Linked DNA regions of Acanthopagrus latus: region 2 is linked to region 1. Evidence: chromatin contacts called from public Hi-C data. All regions are on one chromosome and are shown on one strand. Each heading gives the region's core, a stretch centred on a gene start, on an enhancer-like site or on the middle of the called end of the contact. The rest is flanking DNA. Distances are from core to core; before and after follow the strand shown.

Region 1 (2,828 bases), core at 33-2,532:
TAAACCCTAAAACCCCAACTGAATAGAAAACAGCTGGGAACACGATGAAGCAGAAACAGTGAGATGCTCATAATAAAGGCTGTTTTCATCATTTGTTAAAACGCTTAAAGCTGCATGTACCACTTGTTTTAAATGTATCTGATGATGTGTAGGTTACGTTTTTGTCATAATGATGACTGAATGTTGAAAGTACAAACTTATGGCCATTATGGGACCACAGTGATATTTTCTAATTCCATTTGTTTCTTAACTATTTTAGAGAACTAGACACAGCAGAAGCATATTAGATTTGGAAGAATGCTCAAAGAATTGGGACTGGCTCACAAGCACACTATTGAATGTCATTTAAAAACACACACCCCTCAAAATCAGCAAGGTATATTTTTGTGTTTCTTTTTTTTTTTTTCGCTGATGTATCTGTAAGTTATCTGTACATTTTATCTTGTGTTTAGAGAATACTTGATGTAGTTATTTAAAACACATTCCCCAACATTCAGGATACAGCTTAGCTATGAATAATAACAATATATGTACACTACCCACAAATGTAATACCCACAATTGAGAGAATTTGCTTGATTTCTCGACCACCAAATTAGTTGTTAAGGAATGGGATGCACAGGAAAAAAACAAAAAACAAAATACACCCACATTTGTAAATACTTATTGTGACATACTCGCTTAATCAAAAATTAAAGTAAAAGCTGGTTGCAGACCAGTTGCTGCAACAACGAAGACAATGAAGCTTAGACAAAATGATGCAATTACTTGCAATACACATTATCAAACAACAGTTTCGTTATTTTATACTGGGTGTAGTGTAAATCACAGAACTATAATTAACTAAATGTCTATTGCTGAGAATGTTTTGCTCATGAATGTGAACTCGACGTTAGTTAGTTAGTTAGTTAGTTAGTTAGTTAGTAAGCTAGTCCGTTAAATAAGTAAGCTATTAGCCGGTTCAGTTAACCACAGTATCTTCGACTACACAGAGACAAGGGAGATCAACTTCCCTTCTGGCTAACTATCACGTAGCTAGCACTGCTATGCTAATAGTTCGATGGTTGGTTAGCTGTTATTAACGGCTTGCCGTTCGTTAGTTGAAGCAGTAAAATAAAGCAGGTTTGTGAAACTTACATGGACTCTGAGCAGCTCCCCCCAACACGTTTCAGGGAGCACTTGTGTCTTGACAGCTGTTAACGTAAGACCGGCTAGCTGACAGATAGGCAGCTAGCAGTCAGCCGCAAAGAGGCTGAGTGAGGACCCCACGGCTAGATCTCCACACCATGCGGAAGTGAAGCAAGCTGGTCATTTCTGCGTTAGTTTTAGCTAGCCATATGTTCTATAGATCAGCTACTGCAAGGAGTCAACGGATATTGCCGGTGTGTAATTACGATTAAGACGAACTAACTCCACAAAAAAATACGAAAAAGAAATCGAAGGGCAATTTTGTTGAGGATTTGAAATAGTTTTGTTTCCTTTAACCTCCGCATTTCGTTATATTATTAAAAAAAAGTGTCTTCTAGGCAACACTGTGTCGCACAAAAATAACGTCGTCGGTCACGTTCGCTCAGCTGTTCACATCGCATCGCTGAGGCAGGAAAGGAATTTATTTCAAACATATCTCTTTATCCATAATTTAAAATTCATTGAGTCGACATGACCGTACAACCTTTCCATTAAGCGTGAGTAGAAACATTTTTTCTAATATAATGCTCATCAAATCTTTGGTTTCCTACCCGGAACAATAAAGCAGTTATTTTCATAACTTAGCTACACACATACATACACGCACACACCGTGGGTTTAACTACAGCATCACTGTGCGCACTAACACTGTGTACGTTATATATGGTATATATATATATATATATATATGTTGTATGTCTCTTCGTTGTAGGTCTTTGTCTCAGTCACATTTAACTGTGTTTAAGCAGTTAACATTTAGTTTTTGTTTTTAGTCCCTAGCTAACACAGAATGGCTGTCACTGCTCAATACCATGCTCGTTATCACAATGTTATTGTCATTCACAGCCATACATTCATACATTATATTGAAGACTCTTTTCCTATTATCAGTTCATCCTGCCGGTGGTAAGATGAGGCCCCTGAAAGACGCCCAGCTGGGGGCCTTCACTTTCTTTGCCTCAGCTCTCCCTCATGATGTCTGTGGGAGCAATGGCCTCCCTCTGACCCCCAACTCTATCAAAATCCTGGGACGCTTCCAGATCCTCAAGACTGTCACTCACCCCAGACTCTGTCAGTATGTGGACATCTCCAGAGGGAAACACGGTATGATTTCTGTGTTGCTCCTTCGAAGGGGTGCTATTTGATGTTTTATTTCCTTTTCACCTAACGTCAAATCAAATCAATTTTATCTATATAACCCAAAATCACAATCACAGTCTCAGTGGGCTTTACAATCTGTTCAGTGAATGACATCCTCCTTAAACCCTCGGTTCGAGTGAGGAAACACTTGCAATATTGAGAGAGAAAAAAAAAAAACTTTAAACAGGGGAGGGAAAAAAGTTGGGGGAAACCTCAGAAATATCCACAAGGGAGGGATCCCTCTCCCAGGACTGACAGACATGCAATAGGTGTCGCATGTACAGACTAGAGCAGCAAAATTAAAGTTGTATCTGATAGAATTTATATTATATATGTAATATGTGTGGATCCAGGAGTACGACTGATCAGGCCGAGGCATCGCCAAGTGTTGCTGACCCACATGACCTTCTCTCCATCATGGCGACCTGGAAGAGGGCAGGCCTCATAAGAAAATTAGCAGTAAAAAGAAAACATCAGAGTGAAGAGGCACCAAAACGTCTT
Region 2 (2,854 bases), core at 205-2,704, 190 kb after region 1:
ACATTTCTACCGATGAATTATGCAACTTGGTGGTCAATTTTAAGAAAAACTAAGACAAAGCTGTAAGTGAATCACTTGGATTTGCTTAAATGTACTGATTATAAGCAGTTGTTGATTTCCAGAGGAATTTCTTGTTTCATTAAAACCAAAGTAAATATTGATTTCATATTTAATTTGCTACTGGGAAGCTTAGTCTCTGTGCTTGTCTGCACACACACACACACACACACGCCTGTAGGTTGAGTTGATGTTCACTGGCTAAAAAACAGATCATACAAGCAATTACTCATAAGTGATTACCTGGGCTGTCTCAATTCTCCCTATTAACAGAACCAAGTAAGGTCATTTTCAAAAAAACATTCTGATGACTTTACAGTTGTTTATCAGTTCTCCTCTCTGAAACATTGTGTACACTGAATCAGGATGGATCCTTTCACATCCCAGAGACCTTGTTTCAATCAAACGAGCTTTGCAAATCAATATATGTCAAGCTCTGGATTAACAGCATTGACCTTGTCATGATACTGTGTGGCTGAAGTTTTGGCTTTATATTTTGCTCGTGTGTCCCTGTTTACCACTAACCTCAGCACAGGCCTTCAGACAGGTCTTCTTGAACCCCAGCAGAGCCAACACATCATTCCTTGAGGGGTCAGCCTGTAAAGTCTTGTTGATGATGTGTCTCAGGACCACAGCCAGTCCTGCCCTGCAGAGACTCCCAGTCTCATCCAGCACAGCAGGGAGGCGGCAGCCTCGCACCAGCTGGGGCAGATCCTCCAGCTGAACGTCAGTCACATCCACGGACTCTGACAGCTGACTCCTCGGTGACTGGGAGCTGCCAGGTTCGGTGGAGACAAGGAACACTTTGAAAGACTTGCAGTCGCAGTAGGAGAGGAGAAAAAGGGCGATGGAGGTGTGCAGGGGAAGACGCAGTTCTTCATTCTGGGAGCAAACCTCCAGATAGAGGGACGGGTGTCGCTTTATCTCGGTGTGCGTCATAGTGGATAGTTCTGTGGAGTAATCACAGAGTGAAGTCATGAGTAATGAGCTCTAGAAATTACTTCACGTGTCTGTTTTGAGTATGGTAGCAACAAGGTGTTAGCCGAAACGAATTTTCGGGTCCCACACATATACTGACATTAACAGATACTCACAACAGCGTTAGTAATGCGGACACATACACAGGCTATTTCTATCAAACCACGTTGTTATGGTACACGCTTCCTGGCACCGTGCTGCTGCTTCTTCTGTCCTTGTGCTAAAGGTAGCTTAGCTCGACAGCGCCATCATCCGTCTGCTGTCGAAACTTACAGCCCCTCAAGTACTGTAATGGGAATATACACTAAAACGCGACAATAATTTTGAATTATTCAATAAGTAGAATGTGTGTGTCATTGGATGTTAAATACCGGATTCAAAATCGTGTGATATTTTAAAAATGAAGAAAATAATTCCCAGAGAAGGTTCCGCGCGTAGAGACTCCGGACACATTTAACGGGTGCACATGTTGTAAGACGACGGGAAGCAGTCCTCCCCGGCTGCCTACTTCTTCTATAGGAAGTCAACCGCTTTCCTCATAACGAAAATACCGGGATAAGAGGTAGGTTTTTTTTATTTTGTTCTGTCTCCAGAAGCAGTGTGAGGTAACGTAATACAACTTAAACACTTCACAATCATCGTCCGTAAAGTTTGTTTTATTACGGGCCGCTGACTTTAGATGTCTATCTCGGACGGTGCTCTGTGTTTCTGGTCCGGACTAATAACGTTACTCAGCAACCAAATGATGTCGATGTTTGCGTGCGTATGTCTTTATGTTAAACCTTACAGACGGAAGAAGGATATCTGTGACTCTGTGATGTTGAATGATGTTCAATTCCCACTGAAAACAATGTATTTGTATATCATAGAGCACGTTAAAATGAAAGAATACAGCGCAATGTGTATCTTTAAATCAGCGTCACTGGAGTGGACACTTGAGCAACACTCATGGTCGTATTATAGGGTCTCTACTTCTCTTCAGGTGTTTTTATTCGACCTATTTCTTAGCCTTCACCTTCCCTGGCTTCACTTTGTATTAGATGTATGTAATCTAGTCATGAGTTATGGTAATCAGTGCAAATATATATCGTACACCAAATCCGTATACACAAACTGGGTGGGACTAAGCTGCGCTGAAGAAACACAGACCAGACATTTACCAATAAATATTTCAGCCGGCTTAAATATTTAACGTTAAGGGGATTTAATGTGAACAGCTCTATCTATTATAGCCTAAAGTGAGAATGAACTTACATCTAGGTGATTTTTTATTTTTATTTTTTTTTTTTTTTAAGAGCCAGGAGCCTGCGGTACAGTGTTGTATTGACTGTAGCAAAGATCTGTCAAGATTCAGGTCCTTGGAAAAAACACTCTGTTATCTGAATCAATAAGGCTGTTTCACTGTGGTATGTAATTGACTGAAGCTGTCAGTCCAAGTTCACACTGCACGTCTATATGGCACCCACAGCTTTTGTTATGCTTCATCTCCTTCTTTCTTTCTTTTTTTTTTTTTTTTTGTTTGTGTATCCTAACTTGTCTACAGCATGGGTATTTGGTCAAGTTGTAAAAGAAGTCTATAAAGCTGATGTATTTTATGATTCCCAGTTGAAGCCATGGCTGGACCTGTCAGTCTGGAGTTGGATCCCATCTTTCTAAAGGGATTGAGTTACCTGCACTCCAAGAGTAAAGACTCCGCTGAGAAGCTCAAAGCTTTACTGGATGAGTCCCTTTCAAGAGGAAGTGACTCAACGTACCGCTCGCTACAGAAAGTAAGGAGTTCAGCACAGATTTGTCTTGATACGACTGGAATCTTAAACAT

What was found. Hi-C and Micro-C count contacts between places; a contact is called where the count stands out from the background.
Region 2: a Hi-C map of muscle shows a contact between it and region 1, with 4 times the contacts expected there. The contact joins the promoter of ints12 here to the promoter of aimp1a in region 1. A contact is called at or near these places in 3 of 4 Hi-C or Micro-C datasets (liver and muscle).

The regions. Positions count from the first base shown.
Region 1 is chr1:11,815,084-11,817,911 of fAcaLat1.1, forward strand. aimp1a (aminoacyl tRNA synthase complex-interacting multifunctional protein 1a) reads right to left here and starts at 1,283. Exons shown (of 7, transcript XM_037084633.1): 1 at 1,137-1,283. The coding sequence starts at 1,138. It overlaps tbck (TBC domain-containing protein kinase-like protein), which reads left to right and starts at 1,254. Exons shown (of 26, transcript XM_037084267.1): 1 at 1,254-1,381; 2 at 2,079-2,291. The coding sequence starts at 2,099.
Region 2 is chr1:12,005,635-12,008,488 of fAcaLat1.1, forward strand. It overlaps ints12 (integrator complex subunit 12), which reads left to right and starts at 1,455. Exons shown (of 8, transcript XR_005074545.1): 1 at 1,455-1,597; 2 at 2,641-2,804. It overlaps gstcd (glutathione S-transferase C-terminal domain-containing protein), which reads right to left and starts at 1,305. Exons shown (of 12, transcript XM_037094767.1): 1 at 1,179-1,305; 2 at 583-1,007. The coding sequence starts at 996.